Linked DNA regions of Sus scrofa: region 1 is linked to region 2. The links are chromatin contacts, called in public HiChIP or PLAC-seq maps. All regions are on one chromosome and are shown on one strand. Each heading gives the region's core, a stretch centred on a gene start, on an enhancer-like site or on the middle of the called end of the contact. The rest is flanking DNA. Distances are from core to core; before and after follow the strand shown. Region 1 overlaps LOC110257431 (a long non-coding RNA gene). Region 2 overlaps LOC110257431 (a long non-coding RNA gene).

Region 1 (6,714 bases), core at 2,886-5,385, 130 kb before region 2:
AATCTGTCAGGGGCCCTAGGACTCCCTCGGGGTTGACTGGTAGGTCTTTCTGAAGCCAGGTGCCCCTGGAGGCCTGCTCCTTCTGGGCCTGCTCATCAGACATGAAAGGTTAACTGGGGAAGGTGGCTCAAGCTTCCCTGGGAACGCACAGTAGTAACAGCCGGCGTTTACTGAGCGCAGACTCTGCTGGGGCTGGTCGGGATGCTCACTGGAAGCATTCAGAGTGTCTCTGTGACAGCCCCTTGAGGCAGGAGGGCAGTATGGCTATCTCCTGTGCAGATGGAGAGACTGAGGCTCAAGCCAGTGAAGGGCAGAGGCAGGGTTTAAATCCAGGCTGTCTGGCGCCAGAGCCTTAATCCCCCATCCCACTCTCTGCCAACAGGGGCAGTGGTGAGCCAGATGGTGCATGCCTGGGAGCGAGGCCCTGCTGGGGTTCGAGGCTGAGAAGGGCGCGGGTGTGCTGGTGGCCTGCCAGCTGCCACCTGGGTTGGCCCTGAGTCACAGCCTTGTGTCCTGGGAAGCTGTCTGTGCCCCGGGCACCCGTGGGGGCTGAGTCACAGTAGAGCACACCCTGCCACCCTGCCCACCTCCTGCCTGGGCCTCGGGACAGGCAGGCCCTTGGAGTAGGTCCCTAGTCAGGGACTCACATTTCTACCCACTGTCAGGGGCAAAAGAGGGGCATCTATTAGCAGTCCCAGAAGCATGTGTCTGCCTTCTTTCATTGAGCCCAAACCCATCCTTCTACCCATCCAGCTACCCCATCCAGCTACCCCAGGGTGGACTAGCTGGCTGGTGAGTTACTGAGCTCCCCAGTACTGGGAGCATTCAAGGTAGAATAGTCTGCCAGGGGTGCCAAGGAATGTTCCTGCATCAGGTGGGACCTGGTGCTGGAGTAGTTGTCTTCCAAAGCCCTAAACTTTATTCGTGCGCTTATTTTTAAACAGCTACCATGAGCAAAAGGTACAAAATCCAAGAAGTACAAAAGAGCATAGACTGAAAAGTAAGTCTCCACCCTTCCTGACCCCCAGTCTCCAACTTTCTCTCCTAAGAAGTAGCCTCTGTTTACCAATTTCTTTTCTCCTAAGCTAATTTATGTAATATAAGCAAATATATAAATTGCCCTTTCCTGTCTCCCTCCTACCCACACAAATGGTAGTCAATGTATTTCATATGCCATCCTGCCCCTCATTTTATTTTTGTTTGACTTAACAGCTTACTATGGGCACTGTTCCAGATCAGCACACACAGATCTGTTCCCTTCTTCTTACCTTATCCTTTTTTTTTTTAATCTATAATACATTTGATTAAAGGGCTTTTCAATCTTGAATTTAACTTTTTGGACTTTTTACTGTCCTTTGCTTTTGTGGTGGCCTGAGAAAAATTTTCCAAGTTTGCCTGGAAACTATAAGCTTTTCCTGTATCCGTGGGGGTTTTTGAGTCTGCTTTTGGTCAAAATTGTAAAAGAAATGAAAGAAGGAAAGAGAGGGAGTGAGAGGGAGAGAAAGAGTGAGTGAGTAAGGGAGAGAAGGAACACCTTCCACCCACGTGCCTCATACCAGGTACTGGTGATCTAATGGTGAACCCCATAGTACTAGCTCATCTAGTAGTGTGGCCAGGCTATGGGAGGAGGCACCCATGTGTGGTGTCAGGGAGCCCAGAGGAGAGGACTTCGTATGTGTGTGTGAGTGTGTGTTTGTGTGTGTGTGTATAAGGGGTCAGGGATGCCTTCTCAAAGGAGGGACTATTTAGGTGGGGTCTTAAGGGATGCATAGGAGTTCGTATGAGACCATGGAGATGGGCTGATTAGGTAGAGGGAACAGCACAAAGAGTGAAACTACTTGGTAGATGTAGAAATGACTACCAGCTTGCATTTATTAATTACCTACTATGTGCCAGGTACCATCACGATCTCTGCTTTATAAGTCATTGCTTCATTTAAATTTCCTACACTTCTAGGCTATTATCACCCCTATTTTATAGGTGGAAACCAACATACAGAGCATAGTCACTTGCGACAGGTATTACATCTAGATTTGAACACAGGCAGCCTGCACTCTTGGCTGTTCTAATATTCCAAAGTGTAAGGGGGAGAGCTGGTGAGGTGCTGAATTTTCATCCTCAACCTTCTGAACTTCCCAGCTCAGGTCCTGTCCATGCTCAGAGGCCTTCGAGGTTTCCCATGGCCCCAGAGCCACCCTTTGTTCCTCTGGCCAGTGTGGGCGCCTTGGGCAGCACCAGACCTTTCTGGTTTGACCTTGTGTGCTGGGTGCTGCAGGCACTGCCTGTCAGAAAGAAGCCCAAATGCTAATTATGGAGCCAGGGAGTAACTGGGGGGCAGGTACCTTGGCCTGTCCCCATTGGTGGATTTGAGATGTGGCTGGAAATGGGCTTTGAGGTTTTGGTTTCCCCAGGCCTCAGGGCTCTGTTTCAGGAGTCGCACCTTGGCCCAGCTCCCTGCAGAGTTCCCAGGAGGTAAGAATATTAGCAGACCCTGGCCCCAGAGAAATAGGTGGGCCCTAGGTCTGGGGCTTTTTAAATTCCACTGACCCTACGATGTGGGGATTCGTCACCCCATTTTGCAGATGAGAAAATGGAGGTTCACAAAGGGCAAAGAGTTGTCCAAGGCCACACAGCAAATAAAGGCAGAGCCAGGACATGACTGCAGCCCCAAGTTTTGACTCAACCATCCACACACTCCTGCCCCCATTCAAGAGGATTCTCCAGTCTGCCCCTTGGCAGGGGCTTGATCTCTGTCTTACCTGGTCTTCAGGAAAGGGACAATGATCCCATTGCCCTGGGGAGCTTGAATGCTGTGCTCATGGCCTCAGGATCAAGGGGGACCTATGGATGGCCTGGGTGCTCCCCCACCCCCAGAATCAAGACACAGGTCCCACGTTTCCTCTTGCTTCTCTCAGAAGCGAGAGAATAATAGTTGGTTCAAATGTCAGGCCAGCTCTGCTGCCTGTGGGGAGACTGGTTGAGCAGGTCTGGGGGAGGGGGGGATGGAGGGAGGAAATTATTAATAATTGCGAAGCAACTAGCCCTGCTGCAGGCCTTGAGATGTGTCTTTGTGTGTCTTTGCAGGTGTGGGGTTGGGAATGCTAATCCTAGGGACCCCATCCTGGAGCGGGGGCTCAGCCTAGGGATCCGCTGCAGCCTCCAGGGGCCTGTAGTGGGGTGGGGGTGAGGGGATGGGAGGCACAGAGTTAGCCTCTCCGTACACCTTGGCCTCCCTGCCTCCCATCAACCCAGGTTAGGAGGGATCTGCCAACATCAAGAGGAGAAGGGAAAGGGCCTACTCTTGTCTTTGGGAGGCATCTCACTACGTGCTGTATTTAATTCAGATGCTGTTTTTTTTTTTTTTTTTTTTATCTGTAGTCGACAGTTGGGGAAACTGAGGCACAGGGGTTTTAAGTGGGACTTGAACTCAGGGTGCTGACCGCAGCTTGACTGCTCTTGCTGTCCTCTCTGCTGGGGGTGGAGGGATCCCCCTCCCTGGAAAAGGCCCTTACCCACTCCCTCAACATCAGCACAATCCCCGATGCCACACCCTAGAGGATGGGAGTTGGTCTGAAGCTTCTCAGGACCTCAGTCTTCTCATCTACAGAATGGGCAGCAGAGTAACTTCCTCCAGGGTCAGGGCAGCCGACAAGGGGAGGAGGTAAGGAGATAGCTTGTCTTTCCTCTCTTCTCCAGCACCCACTGCAAGGCCTGTCCGACCGCCACCACCACAGGCATCTTTCCACTAAGACATCCTTAACCTCTAGGGTGCCTAGCAGAGCTGGTTCCCTTGCTGGGCTTTGGAAAATTCATTCTGAAATGTGAGTGCTCACTTTACATTTTAGTAGGAAAATGGCTTGAATGGTGGGTACTTGAGGCAGAGTTTCGGGGAATGGACAGTGGGAATTCTGGGAGCGGAAAGTGAGCCTCTGGACCTGGGGCTAGCTGCCACCTATGGCAGAGGCACGCCCGGATGGCGTGCCACCGAGCCCCAGGATGGGCTGTGTCTGTGGGGGACCTCCGGGGCGTCCCCCTCCCAGGTCTGCCCGATGGGCCGATAAAACCCAGCCTCGGAGGAGGCTTAATTACAGGCCTTGGTGGTGGCGGGCAGGCGAGTCATGAGGTGGGGGTGACTCAGAGGATTGCTCCATGAGCAGGGTGGAGGTGGGGGCCTCCTGTCTGCCCCTCACCAGGCTGGCCTGTGGAGGGCCTGGGCACCCCAGGGAGGCCCCACAGGGCCACTGAGTGTGACCGGGCCAGGGTCTCACCCCTGGTCCTGTGACCCAGGCCCCTGTGCCACTTGGCAACTTTGGGGCTTGGCATTGTGTTGGGAGCTGGGACTGGCTGGGTTTTCCCCTTGCTCAGTCCCGGGCATCGGCTTCTGGGAAGTGGGAATCTGGGCTCAGAAGCACCAAACGCCTTGCTGATTTCCTGAACCCCAGGGGCAGGGCTCCGGGAATCCCAGATGAGTGAGAGGTAGAACCTCAAGCATGTGTGGACTCTGAGAACCAGCGGAGGGTGGTTTCTAGAACCAAATGTTTCCAGGCTGAAGGATTCACAGATTAGTGGATTGTAGCATTACAGATTTGTAACATCAGGTAATAGGTTACAATTGTTTCCAGAGAATTCATTCATTGAGCAAGAGAGTTTAAAAAATCACAGCAGCCGAAGAGTTTAGAGGGAAATCATCTGAATGTCTTTGACCGGCTCCCATATGGGTCAGAAAGAAAAAATAAGAGAATAAAAATATAGATGTTCATCTTGTTCTATCTAGCCAGAGGGGACACACACAAAGGGGAGAGTCAGTGACTGGTGCATTGAGGTGTTTGTTGTGCTGTTTTGTTTACTTTCTTTGAGTTTGGAATTTGTCAAAAATAAAAAGTTGGAAAAAGTAAAATAGAGAATGAGTAAAGTAAACATAAGCCGTAGCATATTAGATTACACAACTTGGTGATTTGCAGTATTACGACTTCCCAATCCATGCATCTATAATTCTCTTTATGCACTTATTATATTTTTTATTTACACATTTATGCAGAGCACCAACTGTGGGCCAGGATTTGTTCTAAGGGCCCCACAAATACTAACTCATTTAATTCTTACAACACCTCTGTGAGGTGAGTGTGGGTACGATGGTCATTTCACAGCTGAGGAAACCGAGGCACAGAGCAGGGACTGACTTGTTCGAATTGTGCCCAAGCACGTTGTTTGGTGTCTGCTGTGTGCCAGGTGCTGTGCTAGACTCTGGGACAGAGCAGCAAGCAGGACAGTCACTGTCCCTGCTCTGGGGGAACTTGGCAGGGGAGACAAATAATAAACAAACGAGCGAGACTGTCCTAAGTGCACGAAGGAAAATAAGCTGCTTTGATGGAGGGCACAGGGTGGGACCTCCTTCCCATCAAGGTAGCAGGAGGGCTCCTCTGAGGAGGTGGTATCTGAGCTGAGACCTAAGGGGAGAAAGGAGGCTCGCCAGGCAATATGCCTGCTGTCTGCACAGGCTGTGCCTTCTGCCTGGAGCACCCTTCTCTCTACTTCTCTGTGCCAAACTCCCACTCACTGTTCCAGGTCTGGCTGGGCAGGCATCTCCTCTGGGGGTGGGAGGTGGACTGGGAGACTTCCTTGACCCGAGGGGGAGCCTGTCCTCCAACTCCCCAACTGTCTCCTCTTTCCTCCCTGATCCCAGAGCAGACCTTGAATGCAGGGAGCCTCTATTTGAATCGGCAGCACCACCCACCTGCCAAAGATGGAGGTCCAGAGAGGTTAAGCGACTTGCTCAAGGACACACAGCCAGCAAGTGTTCAAGGAGGGATCGGCACTAGGGATTTACAGGCTGCCTTTTGGCTATTGTTTACTTGCCTTCCTCACTGCCCTCCTTAGGTCAGAACCCCAGAGGTTAGCTCTACCTTCAGGGAAAGGCAGGTGGGGACCTGAGCCCTGGACTCCCAGAAGGACCCTGTGTCCACTGCCACCCTCTGAGCCCCAGCGAACATCAGGAGCTCAGTTGGGGCAAGTCGCCCACATCACCTGCCCCTGGACTGGTCCACACTCTTTGCTCCCCAGGCCAGTTTCTGGCACTGACAAGCACAAGGCCAGGCCACCTGCACACCTGGCTCCCATCCTGGTCCCAGGGGCTCCACCAGGCGGTGGGGACAGGGAGATGCTTAGGAGGCTCTGCATCGGACAAAGGGTGCAAGTTTGTGGAGGGCGGGGCTCAGCTCCCCTATCCCAGTCTCTCTCACTGGGGAACCTAGTGGGGTGGATGGAGCCCGAGTGCTGACGGCCCCAGACTGAGTGCAGGGTCAGCTCTATCCTTTGAGGCTCTGAATCTCAAAAATCTTGTCCTTCTCATCTGCAAGATGGAAACCACCTGCCTCGGGATGAAATGATAGCATGGTGGCTCGGGGCTCCCAAAATGCAGACTCCACTGCTGGGGATTGCTATGATTCCAGTTTCATTCACACATTCATTTCATCAGTGTTTGCTGAGACCCTATCCTGTGTCAGCCCCTGGGCAGGAGGTTGGAGTCACATCACAAAACAGAAAAAATCCCTGCCTTTGCACGGTCAGTGCACAGGTAAACCAACAGCATCATTTCAGAACGTGGTAAAAGCTTGGGAGCAAATATCCCAGGGAGGAGTGATGGAGAGTGACCAGGGGCTTCTTTAAATAGGGTGACTGGAGAGCGCCTCCCTGAGAAGCAGCTGTGACCCGAGA
Region 2 (6,368 bases), core at 2,101-4,600:
CGAGATGAGCGGTTCCCTGGGGCTGAACTAGCGGAGGGTTGTTTGGAAAGGAGCATGAAGGAACTTGGTTGAAGAAATGCTTGTATGGTGTTTTAGGTGGTGGATACCTGAGCGCCTCGGTAAGAACTCTTCAGAAGGAACCCATAAACATCTGTGCATTTTATTGTATGTTCATTATTTCCCACTTCCTTTAAAGGGTAGAAAAAATGGTTGTCATTGTCATAAATGTATTATTATTTCTCTGTTATATGGCCAATAAGACTCCCCCAGCCCTCTTCTCCCTGCCTTTGGGCCCATCCAAGGTCTCTGGCCCATGAAGGAGGTAGCCTGACTTTGCAGAAAGAGCCCTCAAACCCAGTGGCCAACCTGGCTCTGCCTCGTCCTTGCTGGCTGCCTCGGGTGGGTCGTTTAAACCTCCATTGCCTCACCTGTTCAATGAAGCTAATATGGGTGCTTTGTGCATGAGATTATTGCCAGGATTCAACTCAGGAAATGTGAGAGGTGGCAGACTAGATGTTGGAGGCTCACAAAAACAAAAAAGCAAACAAAACAGAGAAGCTGGGAGGGAGAGGGTGACTAGGAGAGGGCTCTGGAGCCAGACCACTGGCAGGCGGACAAATCCTGCTCCCTGAGTCCCTGACCTCTCTGGGCCTCAGTTTCTTCATTTGTAAAACTAGGATGATGATAACATCTGTCAACGGGGCTGGCGTTTGGGGGTTTAGTGGGATCATCCACAGTGAGTTAGAATGCTGCTTAGCACGCAGTGAGTGCTCCGTGAATACACGTTGCTGTTGTCCTTACTCTCAGGGATGGAAGAAGGTGCCCACAACCTCGGACACTAATTCAGAGAGCCCTTCCTGTGGACTCTGGCTCCAGCCTGGGTTACGGTGCCCCTGCAGGTGGAGGGGCAGCCAGCGCAGCCTCAGCAGACCTGGGCCATGGAGCTGCCACACATGTCTTGGCCCCCATGCCTGGGACAGATCGCTTCCTTCCTCTGTTCTAGGTGCCAGGCAGGCCCAGAAACCACCTGATGTCAGTGGGCCAGCCCGCCCTCTGATGGGGAGGAAGTGGGCGGGTGCCCTGGGCACCGATGAGCAGGGCAGGTGTGCCCTGAGGCGGCACAGTCAGAGCTGATGTGGGCATCATGCACCCGCTGCTTACGGAGATGGCTCTGGCCCGACTTGCTCACGCTGAGTGGCTTCAGGGTTGCCCGGGGTCAGCATGGAGAGATCCAGGTGGGACCATGGTCAGGGCACATGGTCTGCCCCTGGTCCTCAAAGCACAGCCAAGGACTGGCTTCCCAGGGCCTCAGCCTGCAGGAAGGGCCGGCAGTGTTTGTCCCAGGAGGTGTGGTTGAGGATATCCGGGGGACTCTACTGTATTCATGTCTAAGAGGTGTCTGCGAAAGGATGTGTCAGCATGTGAAAGCATGGCTTTAAGAAGGTGAATGAGTGTGCATATATGCGCATGTGTGTGTGATTGTGTGTGTGCCTGTGAGTGGGTAGGTATCTGTGTGCTGTGTGTGAGGTTGCCAGCCACTCTATGGCTGAGTGTGCAAACATGCTCTGGCACATGAGCATGTGTCTGGGTGTGTGAATGACACAACGAGTTTGTGTGCGTTTAATTGTTTGCGTGTGTGAGTGTGTGTCCTTCGGTCTGGATCTCAAGGTCAGGGTCTGTCTGAGTGTGTGCGTGAGAGCATGTGTATCCCCGATTGTGTGAGTGTGTGCGTGCGCAGTCACGCTATTGTGAAAAGTTCTGCGAGGAACCCCTTTTGCATATGGAGCTTGTTCATGGATGGGTGGGGTCAGCGGTCGATGCATTTAGAATCTTGACTTTGAAGTAGCCAAGGAGCTCCTGGGGAGGAGGGAGGAGGTGTGATCTTCACACTGAGCACTGACTGATCAGAACAGGTGCCAGCTGTTAATTCCTGTTAATTCCCAGCCAAACGGGTCTTAGGGACCCCAACTTCTGATTCCATCAGTAGCATCCAGGACAGGTATTCTGAGGCAGCCCCCCAACCAAACCAGCAAATGGTCAGCCTCTTTATCAGTCAGTAATAATTGCAAACATTTACTCATTCATTCATCCACCAGTACTTCCTGTGCACCTACAGTGTTCTAGGCGCAGTTCCCAACACTGGGATGCAACCAAAAAATAAGATGGACAACCAAACAGTAAGGCGGACAAAAATCCCTTTGCTGGTGGCTCTAACATACCAGTGCGGCCAAGCAGGCAATAAAAAATGAACAGCAGATGGAGAGGGTTAATTAGTGGTAGGTTTGTAGAGAAAAACAAAGTAGGAGAGGTAGTTAGAGAACAACAGATGGGTTTGCTGCTTTAAAAAGCTTGGTCAGCTAAGACTTCAATGGGAAGGTGATGTTTGAGTGAAGACCTGAAGGAGATAAGGGCTGAGCCAGGAGGCTGTCTAGGGGAAGAGCATTCCAGGCAGAGGGCACAGCAAGTGCAAATGCCCGGGGGTGAGTGCATACTTGGCTGTTTCAAGAAACAGAAAAAGTGCCAATGCGGATTTAATGTGTGTGTGCATGTGTGTGATTGATGACAAAAGCAAAGAGTGCTCACGAAAAGGTGGAACAATAGAGAATGAATAAAGAAAAAAACTGAAAATCCACAGTAACGAGTGGGGGGAGGGAGACACGGAATAAGTGTCAGGGAGTCTGCTGGACAGTTCATGCGATAATCAAAGCGATTTTCCGTTTTGACAAGGTAGCATCAAAAGAGTGCAGCTGCACCCCAGTCCCTCAACGGCAGCAAAATGCCATCCTTCTGGCTCTCACCCCAGCCCTGAGCCCAGCCAGCACCTAGTAGGTGTTTGCTGAAGGGAGCCCCTGCCTTCTGTGTCCTCCCAGTTCCCTAAGGCCTGAGGGGGAGAGGACAGGGGGTGTAAACCCCCAGTGTGGAAACGCAGCCCCCAGTCCCTGCAGGCTGCCTGCCCGGCCCCCAGTGGCCCCAGCATGACAGCGTCACCTCTCCCTCCTCCTGCTTTTATGAGCTGCGAAGGAGGCTTGTCCCACATTGCACAATTGCCCCTTAATTGCTATTTCCTCTCAGTTATGAATTATGTCATGGATACGGCCGCTCACGTTATTAAACTTCCACGGAGGCCTTATCGTCTGGACTCCGGCCAGCAGCCTGGCCTGACCTACTTTCCCACCGGATTTCAAAACCTCCTCCCTCATCCTCTTGCTGGACTTTTCCTAAGGAGAGTTCACTGTGCCCAAAAACTCGCCTCTAAAAATAAAAACTAGAACGAGGGGGGCGGGGCACAGCTGGGCTCACGAACGCCTGAGGCTGACAGCAGCGCCCCTCCTCCCGAGACTGCGGCCAAGCTCCTCCCCACCTAGAAGTTTCCTCAGGCAGCCTGTCCTTGGGACGCGGGCTTCCTGTCAAGACACGCTGTGACACAAACCGCCGTCCAGGGTGCCCTGGCCCTTGCGTCTCAGTCCTGGAAGGAAGGACTGACTTTGGAGGCTGGCAGACCTGGGTTTGAATCCTGACTCAGACCCGTTCATTCGTGCATTCACCCCACGGATATTTATTACCTTAGAAACTGAATGCTGGCCACGTGCTGGGTGCTGGGGGCACCTCAGAGTCTGTGTTGGCTAATATTAGAGAATGAGTCCCTGCGCGCACAGAGCTTACAATCTAGTGGGCAGAGAGAGGCACCAAATGGATAACTGTGTGAAGAGAACAATGAAAATAAATGAAAATAAAACAGGGTGATGGGCTAGGTGGTGATGGGAACAGCCTTAGCTAAGATGGATGGGGGGGTGGTGTCTCTGAGGAGAGGGTTATTTAAGCCAAGACCCCAGTGGTAAGAAGAACCAAGTCTGGGAACCAGCGCCAGACGAGGGTGAGGTCAGCAAGTGACCCAGGCCTCAAAATGTGTGTGTGGGGGGGGGTGCTTGGCCTCAGGCTCGTTCAGGGTCAGGTTGGCACCTCAGAGTGAGTGCCTCCTCACCATTTTCGCCCTGGGCATCTCCCTCACCTCAACCTAGTCCTAGACCTGCTGGGAAGGAAAAGACTCCAAGTAGAGGAGCAAGTGCAAAGGCCCTGAGGTTGGGAGTGAGCCGGGTGTGATGGGGCAGAGAGAGCTGAGGAAGAGTGGGCGAGACAGATGAAGTTAGAGAGGAGGGGTGAAGGGGAGGTCACGGAGGGCCTGGAGGGCTGTGTGCTGAGGATTCAGTGAGAGACAGGCTTATATTTTGAAGGTAGAGCCAACTGTACTTGAACTGATAATTACAGGGGAGGTGGGGCAGAACCAGGATCAACTCTTGGGCTGGATGATGAGTGGTGGCTCCTTGACTGACCTAGAGGAGACTGGCAAGTGCTCCGTCTCCCCAAGTCTCTTTGCCTTCACCTGAGATGTAGGGCTATTAATACCAACCTCCCCAGACACTGGATCACACTCTTAGCTCAGAGCCTGGCACATAGTAAATGCTCTTTCGATGGCCCAGCCAGGCTTAGGGACTTACCTAGAGTCACCCGGCAGGTTAATGACACAGCCCAAACCAGAACCCAGACCCTCCTCTCCAGGACGTGTCGCAGCAGGCAGGGCTGGGCTTTGGCATACGACTCTCCAGATATGCAGCCTCCCAGCCAAACAGGCCTCGGCAGCCGAGACCGAATTTTTTTTCTTTCTCAATTGTGCTTATGCATGAGGTTGTTTATCTAACTTGGCTGAAGTTTGAGGCCTGGGCCTGTAAACATATCCTTTTAATTATTCCACAAATGGAACATGTTCATGGAATAAAAATTGAAAAATGCAAATAAGCAAAAAAATGAATAAATAAAGCAAAAAAGAAAAAAAAAAGCAGAGAGAGAGAGAAAGAATAAATCAAGCATCTAAATTAGCACATGTGGGAGTTCCCATTGTGGCTCAGTGGGTTAAGGACCCAACGTCATCTCTCCGAGGATGTGGGTTCGATCCCTGGCCTCACTGAGTGGGTTAAGGATCTGGTATTGCCGTTGACTGTGGCATACACCTGTACCTGCAGCTCCAGTTGGACCCTTGGCCTGGGAACTTCCATATGCCGTGGGTGTAGCTGTAAAAAGAAAAAAAAAATTAGCACATGTGCACCAAGATATACATAAGGAATTAAAGACCTTCATTTCAGGATTCTTTGATGGAGAAAAAGATTGGAAGCGACCTGAGTATCCAAGAATAGGAAGCTTTTATTTTAGCATCTCATTTTCTTTTTTTTTTTTTTTCTCTTCTCTCTTTTTTATTATAGTTGATTTTCAATATCATGTTAGTTTCAGGTATACAACATAGCGGTTTGATATTTTTATACATTATACTCCATTTAAAGTTGTTATAGACTGTTGGCTATATTCCCTGTGCTGTACAACACATCCTTGGATCTTATATTCTATACATAGTAGTTTGCGCTTCCTGATCAAGAGAAGGAGCCATTGTATCCAAATAAATAGTATTCTAATCTCATGTGGCTGTGGAAGTGAATGAAGCAAAATTCTGAGTACTGATTTGGAAGAACTACCAAGATGTAACGTTAACTGGGAAAAACAAAATGCAAAACAGTGATTATAGGAAGCTGTAATGTGTGTGTGTGTGTGTTGTAAGGCAAGTGGGTGCAGTGCATGTACCATAAATGTACAGACCGTGAGATGCACAGACCATCTCTGGGAGAGACAAGGCCCTGGATTTTTGGGGAGGAATGGCACGTCCCTGGGAGGGAGGTGACTTTCCAATCCTTTGGCACTTTCTAAGCTTTTGTTTTTGGTTTTGATTTGCTGTGTGCATGCCTGTCTTCTGTGAAACATTTGAGCAATGTTTGAAAGATCAGAGACTCCCCTCTTGTACTCAGAGATTTTCCCAAAGGCCTTGGGTTAATCTAGGCTGGTGTTTCCTAAAAGCCTCCTGCAAGCTCAGGATTGCAGTGAGGTGCCAGTGGGTCGTGGGGCCTGGGGAGGAGGCTGCAGGCCTCCTGACCCTCCTCACTCCGAGCAGTTTCTCTTTTATCTTTTTCATAGGTTGGACAAGTAAAAGTTCAGTTGTAAAAGGGTTTTGCCTACGTTGAAACGAAATATTTGAAAAGCTTTGATCTTGAGTAATCTCGTTCTACTGATGAGAAGACAGGGGCCCAGAAGGGAGAGGGAAAAAAAAAAATGATTCCAGAGTCAGGAGGACCTAGCCCTGGCTGAGGGCCTGAGGTGGTAAATTTGCTTCCTTGAACATTAGTTTCCTCCTTCAAAAACAAGTAAACAAATGACTCGATTAGTAAGAACTCTTCACAGTTATTTAAAATGGAAATAAACCCTGAGTCCTGGAGTTCCCGTTGTAGCTCAGCAGGCTAAGAACCCAACATTGTCTCTGTGAGGATGCT

Evidence for each region. HiChIP or PLAC-seq counts read pairs in DNA pulled down with a chosen protein or histone mark.
Region 1: a contact with region 2 is called in an H3K27ac HiChIP or PLAC-seq map of alveolar macrophages. The contact joins two enhancer-like sites. A contact is called at or near these places in 2 of 2 datasets of contacts at active chromatin or transcription factors (alveolar macrophages and skeletal muscle).

The regions. Positions count from the first base shown.
Region 1 is chr17:51,772,811-51,779,524 of Sscrofa11.1, forward strand. LOC110257431 (a long non-coding RNA gene) reads left to right here. Exons shown (of 2, transcript XR_002340007.1): 1 at 1-3,661. Among named protein-coding and RNA genes, the nearest start is that of CEBPB, 54 kb to the left of the region's middle. Within about 2 kb of position 4,136, at least 7 of the 83 cell types and tissues checked have an H3K27ac peak or open chromatin away from gene starts, as enhancers often do. A contact at or near this core is called in alveolar macrophages, where this site is marked.
Region 2 is chr17:51,902,666-51,909,033 of Sscrofa11.1, forward strand. The region is part of intron 1 of LOC110257431 (a long non-coding RNA gene); the gene reads left to right. Among named protein-coding and RNA genes, the nearest start is that of PTPN1, 110 kb to the right of the region's middle. Within about 2 kb of position 3,351, at least 44 of the 83 cell types and tissues checked have an H3K27ac peak or open chromatin away from gene starts, as enhancers often do. A contact at or near this core is called in alveolar macrophages, where this site is marked.